2 separate regions of the Sus scrofa genome follow, and region 2 is linked to region 1. Evidence: chromatin contacts called from public Hi-C data. All regions are on one chromosome and are shown on one strand. The core of a region is the stretch at or near the end of the contact, and the rest is flanking DNA. Distances in the headings are between cores, read along the strand shown.

Region 1 (5,825 bases), core at 1,814-4,313:
CATGGCTCCCTCTGGCTGCATGAGTCTCTTTCCTTGCCTCCCCGGGTGTGTGGGTAACATCTGTCCACCTGCCCCCACAACCCTTCCAGCCACTGATTCGGGAGCATGTATCTGGAACAACCCAAACTGCCTGGGTTCCTGTGTCAGCTCTGCCACTTACTAGCTGTGTGTTCTTGGACAAGCTACTTAGCCTCTCTGTACCCCATTTTCCTTACAGTGAAGTGAAGACCATAACAGGACCTACCTAAAAGTTAAAATACATTACTTCATGGAGAGTGCTTGGAATAGAGTCCGGCCCACAGTACTGGCTATAATCAGCAAGGGCGCTGCAATGGGACAGGGGGCCTTCTGGGGCACTGTCACAGCAGTGCATGCATGATGAGAGAACCACGGACAGAGGTGGCTACTGGAGTCAGGATTCCCAGCTGGGGAAGTGTGGTGCTCAAAGAGCCACAGCCCTAGTCACAACCCATCCCACTCCCCACCACTCCCTACCCAAACCCTGAGAGAGGAGGACCCCAGGCAGCCCTAGGTGGACCTCCAGACGCTGCACACCTGTCCCCCGGCCCCGGTGGTCATCTTAGGTCCTCTGCTACCACCTGGTGGTAGGAACCGGTATCGCACCCACGAGCCGCGGCCACAGAGGGCCGTCTGGGAGCTGTTTGGATGGGCTGGGGGCACCACTCTTGCCTACTGTATCTGACGATCTAAAAGCCTTACGCAGCGGCGACGGGAGGGTGACGATGCCTGGGACACAGAGCTTGAAGGAACTGTCCTCGTCCTCCATTTCCTCCTCCATGTCTTTGTCCTCCTGGGGCGAGCCTTCCTTGAGAGGAAACTGAGGGTGTGCCAGGGGCTGAGCAGGTGAGGAGGGGGTCCCCAAGTCCAGCTCCACCCCCACCCCCACCCTGACCTTAAACAGAAAGCAGGCAGGATGGCAGCTCTCAGAAGGTCCCCCACCCCCACCCTAGCCAGCTGCACAGACCTTGGTCATGGCTGACTTCTGAAGCTGCTTGTACAAGCTGAGGAGGCGGCTCCATGGCGTTGCCCCCACCTTCGAGGAGGCCAGCCTGAGTTCTCCTGTGGAGGGGTGGTGGTCACTGACACGTGGACAGAAGTGAGAGGCAGCCCAGGCCTGGCCCAGGTCACAGAGGGATGAGGAGGGCTGAGCTGAGGGTGTGGTTTCCCTATTTTCTTAAGCAAACACCTGCTGTGTGCCAGGCACAGTTCTGGGCGCTTCTCAGAGAACTTCTCATTTGATCCTTGCAGCTGCCTGCTGAAATAAGCAGTTCTAGTCCCATTTTACAGATGAGGAAACTGAGGCACAGAAAAGCTGAGCGACTTGCTGCCATCACACAGCTTGGCCTAGTGGCGCTGGGACTCAGACCCAGGCCGCCTTCCTCTGGCCTTCCCTCAGATTGCTCCTGCCCTTCTGGGCCCTGTGCCCAGAGGAGTCAATTCTGTCCATGTCTGGTACCTCCCCTGCCTGTGGCCGCCACACTCACCGTCAAGCAGACACTCCTCCTCCTCTCTGGCCAAGGCCTTGGGGCTGACCTCCAGTGGCCCCGCAGCCCTCTGCAGGCATCCTTGATCCACCTCCAAGGCTTGGGCAAAGCGGCCCCTGATCCCAAAGCACAGTCAGGTGGAAGTGGCAGGTGCAGCCCAGAGATGCGGTGGAAGCCCCCCTAACCCCCCACCCCAAGGTTCTCCCACAGGCCCCACTTAGCCTACTCCCCCCTCCTGCACAGCCCTCTGGGGTCCATCAGAGAGATGACGATGCTCCCCCAAAGTAAAGGGAGGGGCGCCAAGTCCAAGTGAACTTGGAAACCAGAAGAAGGGGGAGGGGAGACAGGGAAGGGGGCCCATAAAGGAGCTGGGGAGCACTGGGACCCTGCTCACCCTACACACACCCTTCCCAGGGCCCGGCCTGTCCTCCTGTCCTTTGGGGACCTCCATCCCCAAGCCCTCACTGGTGGAGGACCCAGTCTGCTTCCCCACCCCCACCTCTCCAGTCCTTCTCCCATTCGGACCCTCCCAGCTCAGGCCCACACCCTCCCTTCTGCCTTCCAGGAGGCTCCCAGGTCCCTGCTGCCCAGAGCCCACCTCTCACCTGTCTGAGGTCCCCGTGTCCCCCAAGGCCGCGCCTGCCACCTCCTCCTCTTCCCTTTCGTCCATCTCAGACAGGCTGCCCAGCGCCTCCTGGCCTCCTCTGCGTGGATCTGACCTTACTTCTACACCCCGGGCCACCACCCTCAGGACCTGCACAGGGGTGGGGGTCTGGGCCCCCGCATCCCCTAGCTCCAGCCCCGAGGGACTAGTTCGTGGCAGGGCCACAGCGAGGGTACAGGGCAGCGAGGCAGGTGGCCAGGATTCCTTCTGCCCCGCTGCTCCGTGACAGCCAGTCATCAGGGGGGTGGCGTCCTGCTCTTGCAAGGGGCACGGCTGACCCCCCACCAGGGCCTGGTCTGAGCTCTCTGGGCTGCCCTTGCCCCCCACCAGGCTACGGAAAAGGCGGAACATGGACGAGCGGCCCAGATTATGGGCCCGAGGGGTTGGGGCTGGGGCCTCCATCCTGAAGGGGACCTGACTCAAGAGGGAAGGGCCGCAGCAGCTACTGGGACCAACTGCTTAAGAACAGAGGGGGTTGGAAACTTCCCAGAGTTCTAGAAGGCGAAGGCGGGTTGGGGGTGGGGGCAGAGTGTGCCCGGGGGTGGGGGTGGGGGTGTCAATGCAGCACCCCGAGGGTGGGGGTTGGCGAGGCTCCAGGAGACGCAGAGGTGGGGACCCCAACTCTGAGAATGGGGCACACAGCTCTCCCCACAGCCTGTCCTCCTCTGGCTGTGGCTGCTGGTCCAGGAGGGTGGGAGTGTGTGTCCTCCCACCCCTCCCTTCACAACCAGTCTCATCGGCCCTCTGCATGTCCACGTCTACCTGCCTATCACCTGCAGGGTTTCTACCTCTGCAGCCATCGAGGAGCTTGGTACACAGGCCTCAACTGTACGTGGAACTTCAATCTTTTTTTTTTTTTTTTTTTTTTTTTTAGGGCCGTACCTGTGGCACATGGAGGTTCCCAGGCTAGGGGTTGAATCGGAGCTGCAGCTGCTGGCCTATGCCACAGCCCCAGCAATGCAGGATCCTTAGCCCACTGAGCAAGGCCAGGGATCAAACCCACATACTCATGGATACTAGTCGGGTTCTTAACCTGCTGAGCCACAATGGGAACTCCGTGGAATCTCAATTTCATCTTATTATGCCCATGGCACTTACATGTCTGATTATAAACCCCGCTCAGTGACCTTGGCGGAGGTTCCTTAAAGCAGCCGAGTCCCAGTTCGTTCATCTGTAAAATGGATGTGGTCACCGCACCTACTTCCAAGGGTGGTTGAGACTGTTCAGTGAGGATGGTTTAAAGTGCCCAGCACTGGAGTTCCCGTCGTGGCGCAGTGGTTAACGAATCCGACTAGGAACCATGAGGTTGTGGGTTTGATCCCTGCCCTTGCTCAGTAGGTTAAGGATCCGGCATTGCCGTGACCTGTGGTGTAGGTTGCAGACGCGGCTTGGATCCCGTGTTGCTGTGGCTCTGTCCTAGGCCAGTGGCTACAGCTCCGATTGGACCCCTAGCCTGGGAACCTCCATATGCCGTGGGAGCGGCCCAAGAAATAGCAAAAAGACGAAAAAAAAATAAAAAAAAATAAAAAAATAAAGTGCCCAGCACACAGCAGGGCTTCACAAACCTCACCAGCCTGGCTTTCTTGCTGATACCGACGGACAGAAGTGGGGCAAGATCAAGGAGGAGGACAGGGAACCCGGGTGGGAAAAGCCGTGGGTGGGGACACTCGGCAGGGGTGGGAGCCGCGCTCTCCGCCCTGAGCCCAGCCCCAGCCCCGTGCTGCAGGCTTCAGCGGCTGCATCCGGCGGCCGCAGAGCAACTTCCTCTAGAGGGAGCTGATTGGAGCGGGAGCCGCCGGCACCTCTATGATCGCCAAAGCCTCGCGGGTCCCGAAGGCCGCGCTGGGACCAGCCCAGGCTGCATCCTGACACCAGGAACTCACTGGCGCCCGTCTCTGGAGGCCGAGCCTGGGTACCTTACCCTGGGAGTGGCCACTGGCCACTGGGATCACCGGCCTCCGCCCTGCTGAGCCAACCCAGGCCTGGGCCAGGGTCTGGGCAGGTAAGCCGGGAGGGTCCCGCCTGTGCTCCCCACGCCTGGGAGCTCCGGGCCGGGGGTAGGTGAGGGAGGCAGGGGGCTGGGGGGGGAAGGCCTCAGGCTCCCCCCAACCCCCGGGACTCCACCGAGCCCTGTTCGGGGCCTGATCCACCCGGGGCTCCCTCTGGCCACCCCTCAGGCAGCTTCCCCTCTCACCCTGGCCCTAGGGGCCCGAGAATCGGGTGTCAAAGAACCAGGCTCTTTAGCAGTCTGGGGGATGGGGGGGGAGGTCAGAGCCAAGGTCAAGGGCACGGGGAGAACTTACAGCCTCCCTGCTGCCCCAGGAGACCTAAGAGCGGTCTAGAGTCAGGCACCTCCCCTGGGGAAGCATCCTGGCCACCCTCCTCCCCTGGGCAGACCCCACAAGTGGGGAACTCAGAGTACCAGGAAGTCAGGTGCTTGGAGGGGGCAGGGGTAGACCCAGATCAGCAAGGCCTGGGGCCTTGGGGCTGCTCTGAGGCGCCAACTTCTCCCCAGCTCTGAGCCCGAGGGTGGCAGGGGTGCTGTCAGCATCCTCCAGCCCTGCAGTCCTGGGGGCACCAAGGGAGCCAGAAGGGCACCTTGTTCAGGAGGAGGCTGCTGGGATGGGTGCATGCCAGGCCAAGGTCGGTCTTCCCCAGGTGGCACTGGGTGGAGGAGGGGAGGCACAGGTGGTCCGGACCGTCCCCACCCTTCTTTCTGCTGCTTTCGAAAGTAGCCCCAGGCCTGAGAGGGAGGGGTGGGCGGGGAGGGTGCACTGACTGGTCCTCCCAGGGAGCTGGCCCAGGGTAGGGAGGGGCCTCCCTGGGGCGGGAGGAGGGACCTCTGCCTGGGTGATGGAGGCAGCTTTGGGGTGGAGGGAAGTGAAGGGGTGCAAACTGAAAGTGAAACAGCTCATGTCCAGGAAATACTCCCTCTGCAGAGGGTTTACAGAGCAGCCCAGGCAGCAGCCAGAACTGGGTGAAAAAGGAGAGTAGGGGCTGGAGACCCAAGGGCAAGGGGTGCATGTAGTTTTCTCAACTCCCCGTGAGAAGGGAGTGGGAAGAGCACAGGCAAACGGGGAAGCTGCCTTGGAAAGGACACTCTCTGAGGTCCATAAACTGGGAAATAAATCCGAGGAGTTCCCGTCATGGTTTAGCGGTTAATGAACCCGACTACTATCCGTCAGGACACGGGTTCGATCCCTGGCCTTGCTCAGGGGGTTCCGAAACGAGTGTTGAGTGGAGGATGGGCTCCTGGAAGCTCAGACAACCAACCGGACTCCTGGACTAGCACGTGGCCTTGGCACTGACTTCTCTGTGCCTCATTCTTCCCACCTGGAAAGTGGGTATGACCGTGCTTACCCTGTGGCTAGGTCAATTTGCTCTGTGTCCGGCACCCTGGGGAGGACTCCTCTGTACGTGCTGGAAGTTTACCACAGGCACTCAGGAGGGTTTGCGGCTCACAGGCCTGACATGGAAAACAGGTGTGTTCTGACTGGCCAAGGGGAAGTGGGACCTGCAGGGCTGGCCTTCATGGGTCACTGGCTGGAAGGTGGCAAGTCTGCCGTAGGCGTGTGCTGGGGAGGGAGCAGCAGAAGGAACCTCAGCCTCTGAAATTCACCTCACGGGCCCAGGAGTGGGGTGAAACACGACCAGAG
Region 2 (5,825 bases), core at 998-3,497, 84 kb before region 1:
GATTCTCAGGCTCCTTTTGTTGCAGGAGCTCCTGGGAAAGAGCCAAAAATAGCGGAGAGGGCATCCTGTGCAAACAGAAGGATGGGAAAGCCTGCCTGGCGCCCTTTCCCACTGACTCAGAACAAGCCGGTCCTCTGCCCTGACCTTGCAGAAGAGTCATGTTCCAGGCTGGTCAAAGGGATGGGGCAAAGCCAAGACGGCCTTGGTCAGGCTTCTGCACCCCAATTCTGCAGGAGGCAAGGACACAGGGTCACCTCACTGTGCCCCAGAACCTTAGCCCTTACTGGGGGCCATCTGTACTCCCTACTGAGGCTTCTTGTCAGGAACAGAGCTGAGAAAGGCAGGGCACCAGCACCCTTTGTTGGGAAGAGCTGGGAGTCAGGTCTTCACCTCATTGGTCCCTGACAGCTCAGTATGTTCAGGGATGCATTAAATAAAATGTAGTAGTTCTGTCCAGGAAGTAGGACATGGCTCTGCATCTCCCAGGAGCCCCAGTGAGGCCAGGCGGCACATGCTCACCCCCCTCCCACACCCAGGTGTACAGGAGACAGCCCCCCTCCAAAGGCCTGGGTTTATTCATTAATTTATGGCAATCCACTTTAGTTCTTGGGCCAAAGGATTTATAAAACATTACACTGAAAGGAGAAGAAACAAGCCGCTCTTAACATGGCCCAGCCCTGTTACCTGGGCATGACTCCCCGGGAGACCCGGAAAGGGGCAGGTTCTGGGAGTACGTTTCTCCATCCTTGGGTCACCGGTCCCCTGGGAGGGGGGGGGTGTGGACTCAGCAGGGTCTGCACACTGTCTACAGCAGGTCTGAGGCACTGAAGGAGCCATTTGGCCCTTGAATAAGTTAAATAACAAAGCCCTAAATTCACTAGTAACAGCATCACTGCGGCTGCTCCAGAGGAGGCAGCAGCCAACATGTAGTGCTTGGGATAAGGAGGCCACCTCCTAATCACCCACCAGGGGGATATAGTTACTGCTTTAGAGCTCAAGCAGGGGAGTGGCCACCATAGCTCAGCGGTTAACGAACACCGACTAGTAACCATGAGGATGCGGGTTCAATCCCTGGCCTCACCCAGTGGGCCAGGAATCCGGCATTGCTGTGAGCTGAGCTGAGCGTGGTGTAGGTTGTCAGCTGTAGCTCCAATTGGACCCCTAGCCTGGGAACTTCCATAGGCCACGCCTGTGACCCTAAAAAGCAAAAGGATAAGCAGCCCTCCTTCGGAACTTCCATAGGCCACGCCTGTGACCCTAAAAAGCAAAAGGATAAGCAGCCCTCCTTCAAGGGGACTCGCCTCCTCCAAGTAAGGCACACAGGTGAGCTCAGGTAGGTGAGCTGAGTCCCCGTCAGGTCTGCTCTACGGGCTCAGTCTGGGGCAGGACTGGCAGCTGTGGTGCCCCCTCCAGGCAGTCAGGGCTGGGCTGACTTGGAGGGGTTCTGGCAGAGTGGGAGCTAGGGGTGGGGTGGACACCCAGCCTGGAGAGGCTGGCGGCTGGCAGGGCCCTCTCCACAGGGAAGGGCCGAGTTCCCAGGCACGGGTCTCCGGGGTCTGCGGGCCTTTGACGCTGTGGCCTCTCAGCGGCTCATGCAGTTCTGGACGTCCACGAAGCCCAGGCGCTGCCTGCGTTTCCGCTGCTCTGTCATCTGAGGTCGACAGATGCCGGCAAGTCAAGTCAGGTCGGGTCAGGACGCTGGGCACCCCCTCCCCACCGCCCCAGGCTGCAGATGAATGTCAGCCCTGAGCCCTGGTCCTCAATTTGTGAGTCACAACCCTGACATGGTGCAGCTGGGGAAGCAGCGCCTGCCCGACTCTAATCACTGCCTCTAATCACTGCCACATGGGGCAGGGGGGCATCGGAGACTCGGAAAGAGGCCCCGGTCTCCCCACCCACCCGCTACAGGAGCTGGACCGCCCCCACCTCCCCCTTGGCAGGCTGGGTGTGACCAGAGCCAGCCTGGGGCTGCCCATCGGGGCAGCAGAGGCTGGGGCGCACCTGCTCCTTGAGCTCGTTGAGCTGGGTGGTGAGGTGGGACACCAGCTTCATGGTGGAGTTGAGTTTGTCCTGAAGAATCCGGATCTCATTCTGCTCCCCCTCGCCCTCATTGCTCACCAGCGACATGGCCCTCATCCGGGGGAACCAGTCCAGGTTCTTGTTCTGAAAAACATCTCCATGGGCTGAGCAAGCATGGGCCCAGCCTGGGACGGCCTCGTGAGAGACGCGGTTGTATGGGGGAGTCTGCTGCCACACCCTCGGCCAGATGACTCTGCAGGAACGTGTCATGGGGAAATCTGAGTCGTCCAGGGTCCTCCCTGGGCCCCGGGGGAGCTGGCAGTGAAGCCCCTGCCCAAGGCAGGCTGATTGCCTTAGCCTGGAGCCTCCTTTGGTACCCGCACCATCTGTTTACTCTTACAACGCCCTGCGAGACCCTTCCTTCCTTCCTTCCTTCCTTCCTTCCTCCTGCCTGCCCCACACCCCACACCCACGCCCCGCACCCCAGGAAGATGAGCCAGGCAGAGAACACGCCGGTGGGGGGGAGGGGGAACCCAGCAGCTTTCTGGTTCCTGCTGCAAACTGAATTTTTCAGACCCAACAGATAATCAGTCCAAATACAGACTTAAAAGAGACTAGAACCCTGCTCCCTTTTTCCCACCAAACAGGTCTTCCCTTTCAGGCTGCAGTTCATCTGTAGTGCAGTCTTTTGAAGATGTGCTACAGCTGATGGGACTACTTCCTATACCCTCGATGCCACCAGGCCTGACTAGCCTCTGCCTTCACCCCCTTCGCTACTAAATGGAACAGTTACGTTTGATTTCTCCTAAGTCTGATGGTTTCAAGTTCTTCCAGGCACCCTCTGGCCCAGCTGGAGAGGCCCCTAAGATGGGGGCCACAGAGCAGTGGCCATGAGCAGGTGGCCTATATGTCAGGCGTCTGCAGGCCCTGGGACCCCACCCCACACATGCTCTCGGGCCCCTCAGGTGAGCGGGCTCACATGGGCTCTTTCAAGACACCAGAGCCCACCCAGAGGTGTGCAGGGAGCTGGCTCCAGCTACCCTTCTCCTGCCAGCTCTCGGCGGGTGTCCGCCGCCCCCCGCCTCCCGCAGGGCACACCTTAATCATCTGGGCCACGTAGCTCTCGGGCCCTGTGTAGTCAGTCTTATTCTTCACGCGGACCAGCACGATGAAGTACAGGTAGTTCCACATGTTGTGCTCAAACTTGATGTGTTCCTCAAAGGACACCGTCTTGTTGTCAAACTTGTCCCTCTCCAGACCTGAGGGGGCAGAGGTGAGGGTGACCCAGGGCCACTGCAGCTCTGGGGAAACATGCACCTGGCTAGGTCACTTCTACTTAAAACAGCAGCCACTTAGACACAGAGCTCCCACCCAGCAGCGAGGCCTATGGGAGCCCAGGGGGCAGGAAGCACAGAGAAGGGGCCTCCAGGCGACCTGCCCCTGGGCCTCCAGTGACTGAGGGACAGCACTTCACATGGAGAAAAGCTCTGTACCCAGACCACAGGGTCAAGGCCATGGACCAGGCTTAGGTCCTCGTCTGAAACCCAGAGTTTAAAGGCCAGTCCCTGAGGCCTTTCCCGCCTCCACCTAGGACTCCACGTTCCGGCAGGGTCCAGCTCTCCCCAGCTCCGGGCCAAGTGCCGCTGAGCCATCAGCCCAGGACAGGCTCCCAGGGGCCACAGGGACCCAGGAAGGCCTGTGGGCAGGAGCGTGGCCTCACCACAGATGAAGCACGTAGTCTTGAGAACCTCCTCCTTCTTTTGCTTCTCACTGCGCAGGTCGGCAAAGGTGTCGATGATCACCCCAAAGATGAGGTTCAGCACGATGATGATGACAATGAAGAAGAACAGGAGGTCGTAGACCACTCGGGCCGGGAAGAGCGACTCCTGCGGGGGAAGCAGCAAGGCTGGGTCGGTCGGGTGGGGGCTCGGAGCCCAGCTCCACAGAAGGAGGTGGCCCCTGACGCCCAGCACCCTGGGGATGGCAGAGTGAGAGGCGCGACCCGAGGCCTGGGTGCGGGTGGGACTCAGTGGCTGGGATGCAGCCCCTGGGAGTCTGGCGTGGGAGCCAGGCTGGCCTGTTAGGGGAGGAGCAGCTTTGAACTCCTCTGCCTGCCCTCAGGATGCCCCTAGAAACTTCTGTTGGCCAGGAAGTGGCTTCACCCCATGAGAGTGGGGACACACTGACCTGGGATGCTGGGCTGCCCAGCCAAACCCCGAGGCCTCCTCATGAGCCAGCTGAGCACCCTGGCCCTCAGGCTGGAGCTCTGCCTTGAGGATGAAGCGGGTGTGGCCAGGGACCCACCGCTGACTCACACCTTCCCTACCCCGGGGAGACTGGGGGCCAAGGCTTTTCCTTAGTGAGCTGGTGGGGGTGCCCGAGCTGGAAGGGCAGGGACAGCTCAGCTACACCGTAACAGCACAAGACTGAGCGGGAAAAGGGGTGCAAACATTCAGGGACCCACCACCCTGAGGATGGGAGGCCAAGACGCTCTACTTGGCTGTGACCTGAGGGCGGAGCCCTCACAGCTGCTGCCCTGAACAGAGAGGGCTACTGGGGTGGGGGCACACTCACATCTTTTGAGGGCTTTCGGAGAATGTCGCCTACGCCACCACCATTGCGCAGCCCATGGTTCATGACGGTGACAATGCACATGAGCAGAGTGTCACAGGCCCGTTCCGTGCTGGCCTGCTCCTCGTCCTCTACAAGCAGAGTGCATGCTCATCCCCAGGCTGGACCACTTACCCCTCCTCCCACTGCACCGAGACCCCAGAGACACACCGCCCGCACCTTCCAGGACCTGGGGCACTGAGACCCTGGAGACACAGTCCATGTTGTTCCCACTGCACGTGTCCACAAATGTGGCAGCTCCATGTGGCATCCCCAGGGGGCTGGCTGGAGGGAACAGGGACAAGGTCACCAGGAGGTTCCCCTGGTTCTGTCCCCAGCCTCATACCCTCCAGGAAGCCCACCCTGAGCCTCGAGCCTCCCTACTCCACCCACTACAGGGAAGGGTCTTGATGCAGCTGCTCCACAGGCTTGTGTTCAAGGGCGGGGAGGGAGATCTGCACCCCACCAGGGACACGGGCAGCCCCACAAATACCGAGTCTAATGTGAGCCATGGTCCGCAAGCCAGAGCCACCCCGGGCTCTCCCAGCCCTGGTCTGTCCCAGGAAGAGGGAGGCAGACGGGTGTGAGCTGGACCACCCACCCCAGACCCAGAGGAGAAATTGCAGTGGGCGTGGTGGGCAAGAGCTCCCAGGCCCTGGCCTCATCCCGCACCCCCCGCCCCAGGAGAGGCGCCCCCAGACCTCTGGAGTGGTTGCCTGGCAGCCGGTCGACCTCAAGGATGAAGTCGTCCTTGAGGAAGAGGAAGCCGACGATGGAGAAGAGGTAGACCAGGATGAGTGCCAGCAGGGCCGTCAGCAGGATGGAGCGGCCGTTTCGAGTCACGCTCTTGATGACATTGAACAGCGTCTCCTCGCGGTAGATGAGGTCAAAGAGCTGCAGGGCAGAGATGGGTGAGGGCTGGGGACACCACTGGACCCAGGGCTGCCTACCTCCCAGGGGTTCCCCAGCCTCCCCCAGGGGGCTCCATGCTCAGGCAGGTGCAGCCAGGCCAGCAGTCTCCAAGGAACCCGGGTTTCTCAGGCCCAGGAAAGGGAGAGGGGGACCCAGGGAGAGTGTGAAGGTGGGATGGGCAGCAAATGCCACACAGTGGTAAGAAAATGGCTAGTTGTATGGTGCATCTGCTGCGTGCTTTCTGTGCCTTAGCTCACTCCACCCTCACAATTATTCTAGAAGAG

Evidence for each region. A called contact is a pair of places that touch in the nucleus more often than the background predicts.
Region 2: a contact with region 1 is called in a Hi-C map of omental adipose tissue, with 4 times the contacts expected there. The contact joins the enhancer-like site here to the promoter of LOC100156231 in region 1. A contact is called at or near these places in 2 of 5 promoter capture datasets (fetal liver and liver), 24 of 47 Hi-C or Micro-C datasets (alveolar macrophages, blood, brain and 13 more) and 2 of 2 datasets of contacts at active chromatin or transcription factors (alveolar macrophages and skeletal muscle).

Annotation. Positions count from the first base shown.
Region 1 is chr7:29,813,288-29,819,112 of Sscrofa11.1, reverse strand. It overlaps LOC100156231 (gametogenetin-binding protein 1-like), which reads right to left and starts at 3,063. Exons shown (of 7, transcript XM_005665887.3): 1 at 2,111-3,063; 2 at 1,506-1,621; 3 at 986-1,080; 4 at 721-838. The coding sequence starts at 2,571. It overlaps BAK1 (bcl-2 homologous antagonist/killer), which reads left to right and starts at 3,768. Exons shown (of 7, transcript XM_021098603.1): 1 at 3,768-4,171. It overlaps LOC102162214 (a long non-coding RNA gene), which reads right to left. Exons shown (of 4, transcript XR_002345648.1): 4 at 3,637-5,635.
Region 2 is chr7:29,896,038-29,901,862 of Sscrofa11.1, reverse strand. It overlaps ITPR3 (inositol 1,4,5-trisphosphate receptor type 3), which reads right to left. Exons shown (of 58, transcript XM_013977794.2): 52 at 5,331-5,523; 53 at 4,810-4,914; 54 at 4,594-4,721; 55 at 3,740-3,905; 56 at 3,118-3,278; 57 at 2,002-2,163; 58 at 561-1,651. The coding sequence ends at 1,583. Among named protein-coding and RNA genes, the nearest start is that of C7H6orf125, 31 kb to the left of the region's middle. Within about 2 kb of position 2,247, at least 10 of the 83 cell types and tissues checked have an H3K27ac peak or open chromatin away from gene starts, as enhancers often do. A contact at or near this core is called in alveolar macrophages, omental adipose tissue and retroperitoneal adipose tissue, where this site is marked.